2 separate regions of the Mus musculus genome follow, and region 1 is linked to region 2. A link is a contact called in public HiChIP or PLAC-seq data. All regions are on one chromosome and are shown on one strand. The core of a region is the stretch at or near the end of the contact, and the rest is flanking DNA. Distances in the headings are between cores, read along the strand shown. Region 1 overlaps Gm35658 (a long non-coding RNA gene). Region 2 overlaps Itga11 (integrin alpha 11).

Region 1 (6,257 bases), core at 587-3,086, 330 kb after region 2:
ACAGGAAATTCATTAATTAATTATTCTTAGGGTTCCAATTTCTGTGATGAAACACCATGACCAAAGGCAACGTGGAAGGAAAGAATTTATTTCAGCTTACACTTCCACATCAGTCCATCACAGAGAAGTCAGGGCAGGAACTCAAAATTGAGCAGGACCATGGAGGCAGGAGCTGATACAGAGGCCATGGAGGGCCACTAATCACTGGCTTGCCCCTTGCGACTTTCTTACCACATCCAGGATCATCAGCCCGCAGGTGCCACCATCCACAATGGCTGGGTCCACTCATATAAACCATCAATCAAGAGAATGCGCCATAGAATGAGTCTATTAGTCAACCTGGTGGAGGTATTCTCTCTTTTGAGGTTCCCACTACCAAAATTACTCTAGCCTGTGTCAGCTTGACATAAAAATTAGCACATAAATTTAGTAAAAAAAAAAAAAAATCAAAATTAACAAAGATACCATAATTTTCAACAGTTGTAGACAATTCAAAAGGTGAATTAGTAAACTGAAGTTCAACAGTTCAACAATACCATGGGATATAATTAAGCAGACTTAATAAATGAGCTCTCAGCTATAAAAACAAAAACAAAAACATGAAAGAAACTTAAGAACATACTACTTAGTGAAGGAAGCCATTCTGAAAAATTCACAAAGGGCACTGTGGAATAAACAAAAACATAGAGATGAAAACATAAAGAAATAAAAACAGACAAAACCAGAAAACTACAGTGCTGCTCTGGGGCTGTGTCTTATTTTTCTCCCTGACGAAAGCAATTTGAGAGGGAAAGGGTGCATTTTTGCCACAGTTCAAGGTGGAGAAGTCAACTCATCTGCTGCCCAGCTCTGGCTCTCCATGTACTTGGTCCAAGATCCTAGCGCCAGGAATGATTCTGTCCACAGTGGGTGAGTCTTCCCACCTCCATTAAAAAAAAGTCAAGATAGCTGGGCGTGGTGGCACACGCCTTTAATCCCAGCACTCGGGAGGCAGAGGCAGGAGGATTTCTGAGTTCGAGGCCAGCCTGGTCTACAAAGTGAGTTCAAGGACAGCCAGGGCTACACAGAGAAACCCTGTCTCAAAAACCAAAAAAAAAAAAAAAAAAGTCAAGATAAGTCCCCACAGGCATGGCCAGAGGCCCATCTTGGGGTAACTCCAGAGCTTACCAAGTTGACAATTAACATTAACCAGCACAGGCTGAAGGGGGAGCAGGATTCTGCAGTGACGGCTGCCTTTGCCAAAAGCTGATGACTTTTCAGTACAGATCGGCCCTTCAACCGAGTAGTGAATAGAAATGCAGAGATTCTGTGGATCCAGGGTTAGAAAAGCAAAAAGCCAAACCAGAGGAGCTGGGGATGCTGGGAAAGAGGCCCGAAAGGGTATCCTACAAGTTTCTGTTAACCTAAAACTGCTCTGAAAAGTGGGTTAAATATCAACTGTACAATGGTGGGACCCCATTGTTAATCCATGTGGCCATGCGTGCAAATACTGGGCAAAGTATGGGGATGGGGGGCGTACAACCAAAACGAAAGGCTATGGTCTACTGTGGGATCACAGGAGCTCACTCTGCAGGCTCTCCTTGTCCTTATTTTCCAGAACAGGAAGAGCTAGGGGCGGCAGGGAGAGCAGGAGCGAGCTGTGCGCTTGCTTGGCGGGACGCCTGTCCTGGCCAAGCATCACTAACCCGACAGAGGATTCCTTGCGTGCAACTGCGGGTGCACACCCCGGCCGGTGCGGGCGGTCCCCGAAGGCCGGTCTAGGGCCCACGATGTTCTCGCGCCCCTTTGCGGGAAGCAGCCGCTGGGTCATCCCCGCAGTGCTTTCGGTTTGCTGGAATGTTCCCCCAACTGCAGAAGTGCACTTTGTTCCCGAGTGGGGGAGGGGCAGCAGGACTCAGCTCCAGGGCGCCCTAGGACTTGGAGGGCGGCCAGCTTTCCGTTCCCAGGGTGCCTTCTGGCGGGGGCGGGGGTTGTCTGCATCCCAGCTGGGCAGCTGGAGGATACTGGACCCGCCTGGACTTCAGGGCCAGCCCTGCCACCCACTAGCTTCATGTTCTGCATCAGGGGTTTGATTTCCTCATTTGCAAAATAGGGACCTGAATAATGTTGACAGCACGCACTACCGGCCTCTGCCGTGTTCCTCTGCGTGTACCTTCCTCCCAATATCCCTTTGAAGTGATACTGTTAACGTAATAAGGTAATTATACTATTAGTTGGATAATTCTCCCTGGCTGCCCACACCCTTTGAACATCACAGATGCTCTGGTCACTGAAAGGCTGGCCCAGCCTCCTCCCAGTAATAAAATGTGTACTATTATTTTCACTTTAAAGATGAAGGCAGAGAAGCTAAGAACAGGTAAGTCACTTGTGGAATGGCACAGTTCCCAAGTGGCCGGGCCATCCAGACATAAACGCAAGCAGTCAGCTGGAGGCTTTCCAGCTCTTAAAATGCAAATACTGCCTTCCTACTGCTGGTTCCTGGAGGCCCTTCAAATTCAGATAAATATACTTATTCAGTCATTTCAGGCTGGGTGTGGTGGTGCATGCCTGTAATCTCAGCATTCAGGATGCTGAGGCAGGGGGAATGCATGTTGGAGTCTAGCCTGGGCTATACAGTTAAGTCTAAAACCAGCCTGAATTATAAAGTGAGAATTTGTCTCAAAAATATGAAAAGTTTGTATGTGGACGCTTAGCAGGTATAAACCTTAGGACCTGAGTTCCATCCCAGGAACCCATGATGGGAGGAGAGAAGTGATCCTTGCATGTCCGCAGACCTCCACACACGTTAACAGTCTCCTTCCTCCCTTCCTTCCTCCCTTCCTCCCTTCCTTTCTTTCTATATTTACTTTTGAGAAAGTCTCACGGTATAGACTGGCTGTCCTAGGACTTGCTATGTAGGGCAGGGTGGCCTGAAACTCGGAGGTCTGCCTGATTATGCATCCCAAGAGCTGCATGCACCACCATAATGGAAAATATATGCACTTTTATAAAAATCAAAAGTAAATGAAGCAGGCCTCCCAGCACTTGAAAATAAATGCATGCCAATCACTGTGATCTCCAGGTCAACCAGAGGTACTCAAAGGATCTAAAAAAAAAAAAAAAAAAAAAAAAAAAAAGAAAGGAAGAAAAGGAAAAAAAAAAGAAAAAGAAAAGAAAGGAAGAAAAGAAATCCAAATGAGTAAGTAAAGAGAAGCCGAGAGAGACAGTGCTGTACACACAGCCCTTTCTAAGGGAGGGATTGTTACTAATACTTCTTACTAAGGAATGGTGCTTATCACCATCTCAGACCTACCATTCTCAAAATACCTCTTAATACTTCCTGCGTATGTGTGTGCATGCAAGGGTGTGTGTGTAAGGCCAGGATCTTGCATGTTAAATCATGCAAGCATGCTTTTTCACCTGGCTACATCCCCCAGACTGACTGCTTCCTTTTATTGTATTTCCTAAGAATGTGGCCTCCTCCAGTGGCTGATGGTACAGGCTAGCCTTGAAGGACAGGAGCCAACTTGGGTAATTCAAGGAGCTTTCAAGCTGTGAGGGTGTAATGAGCAGCAGGTAACATGTCACACCCACTGTGGAGTCTCTCCTGGAGTTCAGCTACCTCCTGCACTGTGCCTGTGGAACTCCTGCTCGCTCCTGCACGCTCGAGAGTGCGCGCGCACACACAGACACACAGACACACAGACACACAGACACACAGACACACACACACACACACACACACACACACACACACACACACGCACGCAGACTGCATGCAGAAGGCAGAGGTGGCTGTGGGTCAGCTGCCCTTCATTATAAACAAATGGGAGGTTGATGTCAAGGCGCACTTGTGTGTTGTCACAGGTGCATTTACCATCCTCTGTCACAGGACTGAGAAGCCATGAGTAGTCACTCATGTCCATCTTCTTCCTGTAAGTGTGAAGTCTACTGATGTTTTGATGAAACTGGTCCTGCACTGGGAAAAATAAAAGAAACGTATAGACTTATGGTGATCGGATTGTGAGTATTTGATGAATCTTGGTGCTTACTTGGGGCCACTCACACTTTTTCAAAGCCCCACCCCAATCCCCCCCCTTTTTTAAATTATTATTTATTTATTATATGTAAGTACACTGTAGCTGTCTTCAGACACTCCAGAAGAGGGCGTCAGATCTCGTTACAGATGGTTGTGAGCCACCATGTGGTTGCTGGGATTTGAACTCCAGACCTTTGGAAGAGCAGTCGGGTGCTCTTACCCACTGAGCCATCTCACCAGCCCCCCAACCCCCTTTTTAAGATTTAATTTTTAATCTCCCTCTTTCCCTCTCCTCCTCCCCTGTGTGTGTATTTGTGTGTGTGCTCGTGCCCATGGAAGCGGGAAAAGAGTCAACTCCTCTTAACTACAAAGAAAAGGCCAATGGTGGTGTCATTTGTGGAAAGAGCGCTATCAGAGCTGAGGTTCTGCGTTTTATTTAAGGAGAAAAAGCTACTGAGTTCAGAAACGAAGTGAGTCCCATTGATGTAGACTTCTGTGGAGGGAGAGGAAGGCACACAGTGCACTTTACAGGGATATGGGTATCACCTTCCTTTCCTCTGGACCCCCCCAGGCCAGAGCTCAGCCACATGGCCTCACACCTAACTGAAAGCATGCTTGGAAATGCAGTTTTAGTCTGGGTGGCTTTGTGTCCAGCTTCAAAAACAATAACATGCATTTAGAAAATTGGAAACAAGCTGGGTGGTGGTGGTGGTGTGGGCGGGCCTTTAATCCCATCACTCAGGAGACAGAGGCAGGCAGATCTCTGAGTTCAAAGCCAGCCTGCTCTACAGAGTGAGTTCCATGCCAGCCAGGGTGACACAGAGAAACCTTGTCACAATAAATAAATAAATAAATAAATAAATAAATAAATAAATCTGTACCACAAAAATAGGCACCATGTTCTCATTTGATTAAATATAAAGGGAAGTAAGGAGATCTAACTGACATTGGAGGTGTGCACTTCAAGAAATAAAACGGGTAAATGGAGTGTGCATGTATTTACTGTTACTCTTTACCAGAAAAATGTTGTTTGGAGAAGCAGTGAGTCCAGATAAAATACTCCACTTCCCCAGCCCTCTCCATCTGGCCCCATGACGCCATTGTGGTCACTGGATGTAAATAGGAGACAGCAGGAGACACCTGAGAACCCTTGTGTCTCAGCCCAGTCATTCTTGCCCTTGACCTTCCTGCTTTTTCTTTTCTGAACTTCAAGTGTGAGGGTGACTGCAGAGCAGGCCACCTGTGACCAACAGGCATAATTAGCCAGCAGGCCAGAGTCAGCACGAAAGGTGTCATGGCTGTGGCTGCTCTCACCTTGAATACCTACCTTCAGATTTCTTAGCAGGCAGATCCTACTTGGCTAAGTCAGGAGAACTTGTCACCGTGTGTGTGTGTGTGTGTGTGTGTGTGTGTGTGTGTGTGTGTGATGTGTAGAATATCCCTAGAAGAATACACAGGAAACTAGCCACAGCTGCTTCCTAGAAGAAATCATAAATGGTTTGAGGACAGGGACAGACAAGGGACTTAGTTTGCATTTATAGTCTCCCATAGCTTTAATATTGAACTGTTTACATTTATATAATCCAACCAGGGAAAAGTGCTAAAATAGCTTTAAAAAAAAGATTTATTTTATTGGGCCTGGGAGAGATGGCTCACTAGTTAAGAGCACTTGCTGCTCTCATAAAGGACCAGGATTTCATTCTCAGAACTCACGTGGTAGCTCACAGCTGTCTGTAACTCCAGTTCCAGGGGATTCAATGCTATTTTCTGTCTTCTACAGACACTAGGCACGCATACAGACATACATGCAGACAAAAATACCCATACACACAACATAAATTTTTTTTAATTTAAGATTTATTTTATTATTTATTTATATGTGTGTGCGTACTAACAAGCAGGTGTGGGTGGAGGGCATCAGGTTCCCTGCGGCTGGAGTAGTAACATGTGGATATGAGTTGCCCAAGGTAGGAGCTGGGAAAACAATTCTGGTCTTCTGGAAGAGAAGCAAGCACTCTTAACTGATGAGCTGTCTCTGCGGCAGCCCTGAAGTAACGTACCCAATGGGAATAAATGAAAAACACCCATGGTGGTTTGAATGAGAGTGCTGCCGTAGACTTGTGTATTTTTGTGTATTTAAATGCTTAGTCCACAGCTGGTAGAACTGTTTGGGAAGGATTAGGCTTGACCTTGTTGGAGCCACTAGGGATCGGCTTTGAGTTTTAAGAAATCCCATTCT
Region 2 (5,807 bases), core at 527-3,026:
TCCTGGCAGCCCCACACAGTATTTTGAAACCTGCTGCACTTCACCCATGATTTGGGTAGAGTTGGGAGGGCACAAGACTACCTCAAAAATAATTTTACCTTAATAAAGTTCAGATGCTCCAAGATGAAGATTTATGCACTTTTCCATCTGTCTCTGCCACTTTTTCCAAACACTCCAAAACAAGTTGTTTTTCCTGACATGTTACCCTGGCTCTGGCCACCAGGGCAGTAGAAACAGAATTGATGGCAGGTGTGTGTGTGTGTGTGAGAGAGAGAGGTTGGAATTGTCTTGATCCTGAATATGACACTTGCTCTGGGTATGTGCATGTGTGTACACATGATTGATTGATTGATTGATTGGGACACTCTCCGGAAGTTTGATTGCCTGCAATACTTTTCTCTATCTATTGTGACTTACTGCACTGTCATTTAGTTATCGTTTAGCTTGTTTATATGGTGATTTCCAAGTCCTCAGTGTTGAGTGGAGGTTCTGATCCTGGGACACTGGTCGTTATACACAACTTCAAATCTGGCCTCCTTGCTTTGTATTCTCGGTGTCCCTCGTGTCCCCACATACCTCTATCCTTGTCCCAGCCATCTGCTTCCCAGATGGTCCAGCCTCGGGTCGGCTTCCCTTTCCCAGTTGGTCCAGCCTCAGGCCTGTCTGATGGCCCAAGCTCACATTCTAGGCCACTGGCCTCCAGCCCCCGCCCATCCCGACAACTCTCTTCCAGAATCACAGCAACTCCGACGTGGTCTCCATCATCTGCAACCTGAGGCTGGCCCCCAGCCAGGAGACCAGCTTCTACCTGGTGGGAAACCTGTGGCTGACATCTCTGAAAGCAGTAAGTTAGACCCTCAGCAGGACTGGAAGGAAGGGAGGAGGTGGCTGTGGGGGGAGTCTCCAACCTGGGGCTGCCTGAGAGGGAACAGAGGCTCCCAGAGCCGGCTCTGAAGAAGGCCCTGGTCTTACAGCTCAAGTACAGGTCTCTGAAGATCACAGTCAACGCCGCCTTGCAGAGGCAGTTCCACAGCCCCTTCATCTTCCGAGAGGAAGACCCTAGCCGCCAGGTGAGCTCCAGGGAGTCCAAAACCGGGAGGGGGGGAATGGGGGGGGACGACAGGTGTAGCATTCAGGAAATGCTAGGATGTAATCCTAGCATTCAGGAAATGAAGACAAATCCTTGGTCTTTTTCACTAGCTAGCCTAGCTCCAGGTCAGTGAAAGACTATCAAAAGAAAAAAAAAAAAAGCACTCGTGCAAACACACACACATACATATACACACCACACACACACACACACACGCAGAGCAGACTGGCAAGAGACCAGACTCAAGCATTGGCGTGGTACCTCAGCGTGCTAGGCTCTGTGCTGTGGGAAAAAATAAAGAGACGCCTGTGTGTCTCACAGAGTTTCACACAGAGGATACTGAGACCACACACCCACACCCATGAACCTAAAGGGTGGCTCCCTGATTGGCTGCCCCACAGTGAAGTTGTCTTGGGCTTGCTGGTGGAGCCTGAACTTGCATCCCTCCCTTGCCTAGAGACTCAGCTCTAAAGGAGTGCAAGCAGCAATGGGTGTGGTAAGGGTGAGGGCAGGATTTAGAGGGCTCCGTGCTGGGCTCTTTTTTAACTAGACAAAACCACATAGGCCAGCATTACCTTGACTTCCAGACAGAGAAAAAGAGGTGAGGCTTTGAGAGATAGCTACTGTCCTAAACAAGTCGGGTCTTAGAGAACAATTAGGGCTTGTGTAAACGGGGCAGCTGGGAGTAGGGCTTTGCTGCCCCCTACTGTTCATATCTCAGAAGTGCTGGTTGAGCTGTAGGCTCTGGCCACTCACCTATACACCTCAGGAGATGCTGGGTTAAACAAACAGGCATAAAGGAGAAGAGGGGAAAAAGGCAGGCTTGGCAAAGGGACACCATCAGGCTGTTTCGGTAATTGCACCCTTCCAGGCATAGAACATCACGGGTCAAGGCCCAGAAGCAGTTCTCAGGGATTCTCCTAAGAACTGTGGTAACTGAGGGTTAGCCCCACATCCTGGTGGTCTGTCCCACCCTGGGGCCCCAGCCTAAGCCTTGAATCTCCTGACACCTCTGCCCCTCTGAGGGAAAGGGCACCAGCTACCTCCTTTCAACCATGTGTTTCTTCATTCTGCATGGGATGGGGGTCCATCCCTTTCCCCAGCCCCCAGCCTGGGCGGCAGATTCATAAGCAGTTGAACACAGTAGTAACCAAGCATGGGAGAAGTCAGGAAGTGCGGCCATGCTGAGGGAAGCAGATGGACAGAGTGGCCAGGGAGCCGTTTCTGGAGATGGCCCTGGGTAGTAATTCTTCAAAGATGTGTCAAGTGTCAGGAAGCCCCTCCCCCGTTAACCATCCCTCCCCCCCCCCCATGAGTATCTCTGTTTTGTTTAGTTTTCTAGTTTTTGAGACAGGGTTTCTGTATAGCCTTGGCTGTCCCAGAACTCACTCTGTAGACCAGGATGGTCTCAAACTCAGGGATCCTCCTGCCTCTGTCTCCCCAGTGCTGGGAATAAAGGCATGCGCCACCACCACCACCTGGTTATCTCTTAGGTGAACTTTCTTCCTAGCCCAAGATGCCCTCAAAAAAAAAAAAATCCTATTGTACTGAGCGTGTCACTTGTAGTAGGTTATATAGTGCCCAGCATGGCTAGGTCAGTGGGCAAGGAAGGCAGCACAAAGGCCCACCCAGCCTTTGGGGATGAAGCAGAAACCATGGAAGGGTTGAGCCCTGTGCACACGCAAGCAGACCCACCGCACACCTCGAAGGCTTAACCCCTGCCTCTGTCTCAGAGGGAAAGCTGAGACTGTGTGAGGTGAGGCCTGAGTAGTGACCTGCCCAGAGTTGCCTAGGGAGTAATGTGAATGGTCCACCACCCAGCTAGCTGCTGTGGCTGTTTCTGCCTCACTCCATGCTCTGGAGACAGAGCAGGGGGCCAAGCTGAGAAGCCCCACTCAACTCAGGCCACCCCTGGCAGTGTTCTGTTTTGTTTTCTGGCTTCTTTCCCAGAAAGAAATCCGCACTCAAGAGTGAAATTCAGATGGAGTGAACACAGTTTGCTCAGTTGAGTTCCACACAGGGAGGTTGGGGAGCACGTGTAGGTATCTGGGGGAGTCGGTCACTCAAGGGCAGAGAGAACAGCCCCGTGGTAGCACGGAAAGCGGGAGCAGAGTGAGGGGCAGCGGATGCGGTCAGCAAGGCGAGAAGGACCACTGCCCTCCAAATGCCATGAGAAGATGTGATGTTCTGAGCAGGGACCGCCGCTCTGTCATCCGAGGGAAAGTGTTCCTCATACTGCAAGCTGAGGACAGGCGGTGGGGGTGAGACTGAGGTAGGGAGGCTGATGCAGACTCCAGCAAAAGATGACAGGACCAGAGCCAGGAGGCAGGAGGGCTGGCCACGTTCTAGGGGTTTCTGGAGTAGAATGAGATGGTTTGCTGATGGGCGCCATTGGATGTAAAAGGATGGCAAGCTGGCATAAAGAGTGTCACCACGGGCTGCTAAGGAAGCCGTGGTGGAAACAGGTCTGGAGGTGAGGGGGTCACAGTCAGGTGAACAGCTGGATGATCCAGAACCTGGAGTGCAGAGGAAGACAGAAGTGAGAGCGAGGTCGAGAGCATAGTGAAGGCCACCTGGTGGGGCACGTTCACGGGGTCACGAGTGGGTCCCACAGCACCGAGGTCATCCTTCATTTGGAAAGAAAAAAGTCTGAAGAGGAACAGAAATAACCCAGGCTGAACTATGGTTTTTTGTTTGTTTGTTTGTTTTTTGTTTTTTTGTTGTTTGTTTGTTTTGTTTTGTTTTGTTGTTGTTTTTTGTTTTTTGTTTTTTTTGGTTTTTCAAGACAGGGTTTCTCTGTAGCCCTGGCTGTCCTGGACCTCACTTTGTAGACCAGGCTGGCCTCGAACTCAGAAATCTGCCTGCCTCTGCCTCTCAAGTGTTGGGATTAAAGGCGTGTGCCACCACGCCCAGCTATTTATTTTCTTTTTAAAAAACATTTATTTTATTGTTTAAAAATGTGTGTGTGTGTACACACATGTGGGAAGGTGCTTGCAGAAGTTAGAAGAGGGTATCAGATGCCCTGGAGCTGGAGATACAAGTGCCTATGACCTGCCCAAAGCGGGTCCTAGGCAGTACGCACACCATCTCTCCAGCCTCCTGTCTCCTTTTCTTTCTCTCTCTCCTCTCTCCTCACCCCTCTATCCTCTACCCTCTCCTCTTTCTCTCTCTCATCTCTCTCTCATCTCTCTCTCATCTCTCTCTCATCTCTCTCTCTCTCTCTCTCTCTCTCTCATCTCTCTCTCTCTCCCTTTCTTTCTGAATCAGGTTTTTTTGTAGTCCTAGCTGTCTTGGAATTCACTATATTTTGTTTTGTTTTTGTTTTGTTTTTGAGTCAGTTTCTTTGTAGTCCTGGCTATCCTGGAATTCACTATGTAAACACCACACTGGCCTAGAGCCCACAGATGTACCTGCCTCTACTCCCAAGTGCTGGGGTTAAAGTCATGTACCACTGTGCCCATTTTTTTTCTTCACCTAAGTTTAAAAGCAAGTCGAGGGCTTGGTGTACAGCTCTGGTGGGGGAACGCTTGTCTGGCATACACAAACCCTTGAGTTCAACCCCAGAACCATAGAAATCAAGAGTGTAGATGTCACCCTCTTGTGAAGTGGAGACAGAAGGGTCGGGAATTCGAGGGCTAGGGCTAGGTAGGGCTAGGAAAATGCCTCAGGTGTTTGCCTCACAAGCATGAAGGCTGGGTTCAGTTCCTATAGAGAGCAGCTGCTCATGGTGGTGCACACAGGTAAACCCACAGCTGGGCTTCAGAGATGGGAGACTCCTGGCACTTGCTAGCCTGGGGCTTGCTAGCCAGGCAGTCTAACCACATCAGCCAGCTCCAGGATCAGTGAGAGGCCCGGTCTCAAACACTGTTCTGGTGGAGAGTGACTGAGGAAGACATGTGATGTCAACCTCTGCCCACTACATGCACACACACGTGTGAGCACTTACACCCTGCAATAAAAACTAATGTTTAGGGAGCTGGAGAGATGGCTCAGCGGTTAAGAGCACTGACTGCTCTTCCAAAGGTTCTGAGCTCAATTCCCAGCAACCACATGGTGGCTCACAACCTTCTGCAGTGGGACTTGATGCTCTCTTCTGGTGTGTCTGAAGACAGTGTAAACATTCATAAATATATCTTTAAAAAACAAACAAACTAATGTTTAAAAAACAGTTCAACAGCCGGGCGTGGTGGCGCACGCCTTTCATCCCAGCACTCGGGAGACAGAGGCAGGCGGATTTCTGAGTTCGAGGCCAGCCTGGTCTACAGAGTGAGTTCCAGGACAGCCAGGGCTACATAGAGAAACCTTGTCTTGAAAAACCAAAAAAAAAAAAAAACAACCAACCAACCAAAAATACCAGTTCAACAATAACATGTAAAGAAAGGGAGTTCGTTACATCAAAAGAGAGCAAGGTGGGGTCAGAGAAGGGAGTAGAGGAAGGAGGGGGCAATGCAATTTTAATCTTAAAAATTAAATAAGTAAATATATTTATATTTTAAAAGGTAGTTCATGGTCATCATCGGCTACATAGCAAGTATAAGGTCAGTTGACCCTAACCCCCACTCCCATAAAAAGGAAAGGAAGGAAAATTACAATTGCAACGGCTTCCCAGGGCTCCTGGGCACAACCCTAAGTTCCCCAAGTGACCCTGGGGCTCAGAAACCACACCTGCACAGACCAACACGAGGACATTGGTAGAAATAAGGACCAGCCAGGAGGG

What was found. HiChIP or PLAC-seq counts read pairs in DNA pulled down with a chosen protein or histone mark.
Region 1: an HNF4G HiChIP or PLAC-seq map of pancreatic cancer cells shows a contact between it and region 2. The contact joins two enhancer-like sites. A contact is called at or near these places in 4 of 484 Hi-C or Micro-C datasets (the Ba/F3 cell line and embryonic stem cells), 3 of 115 datasets of contacts at active chromatin or transcription factors (bone marrow-derived macrophages, pancreatic cancer cells and stem cell-derived neural progenitor cells) and 1 of 9 other capture datasets (embryonic stem cells).

Annotation. Positions count from the first base shown.
Region 1 is chr9:63,107,500-63,113,756 of GRCm38.p6, forward strand. Gm35658 (a long non-coding RNA gene) reads left to right here. Exons shown (of 3, transcript XR_870837.2): 3 at 1-734. Among named protein-coding and RNA genes, the nearest start is that of Gm35658, 17 kb to the left of the region's middle. Within about 2 kb of position 1,837, at least 200 of the 459 cell types and tissues checked have an H3K27ac peak or open chromatin away from gene starts, as enhancers often do. A contact at or near this core is called in pancreatic cancer cells, where this site is marked.
Region 2 is chr9:62,775,880-62,781,686 of GRCm38.p6, forward strand. Itga11 (integrin alpha 11) reads left to right here. Exons shown (of 30, transcript NM_176922.5): 27 at 734-844; 28 at 975-1,070. Among named protein-coding and RNA genes, the nearest start is that of Fem1b, 33 kb to the right of the region's middle. Within about 2 kb of position 1,777, at least 45 of the 459 cell types and tissues checked have an H3K27ac peak or open chromatin away from gene starts, as enhancers often do. A contact at or near this core is called in pancreatic cancer cells, where this site is marked.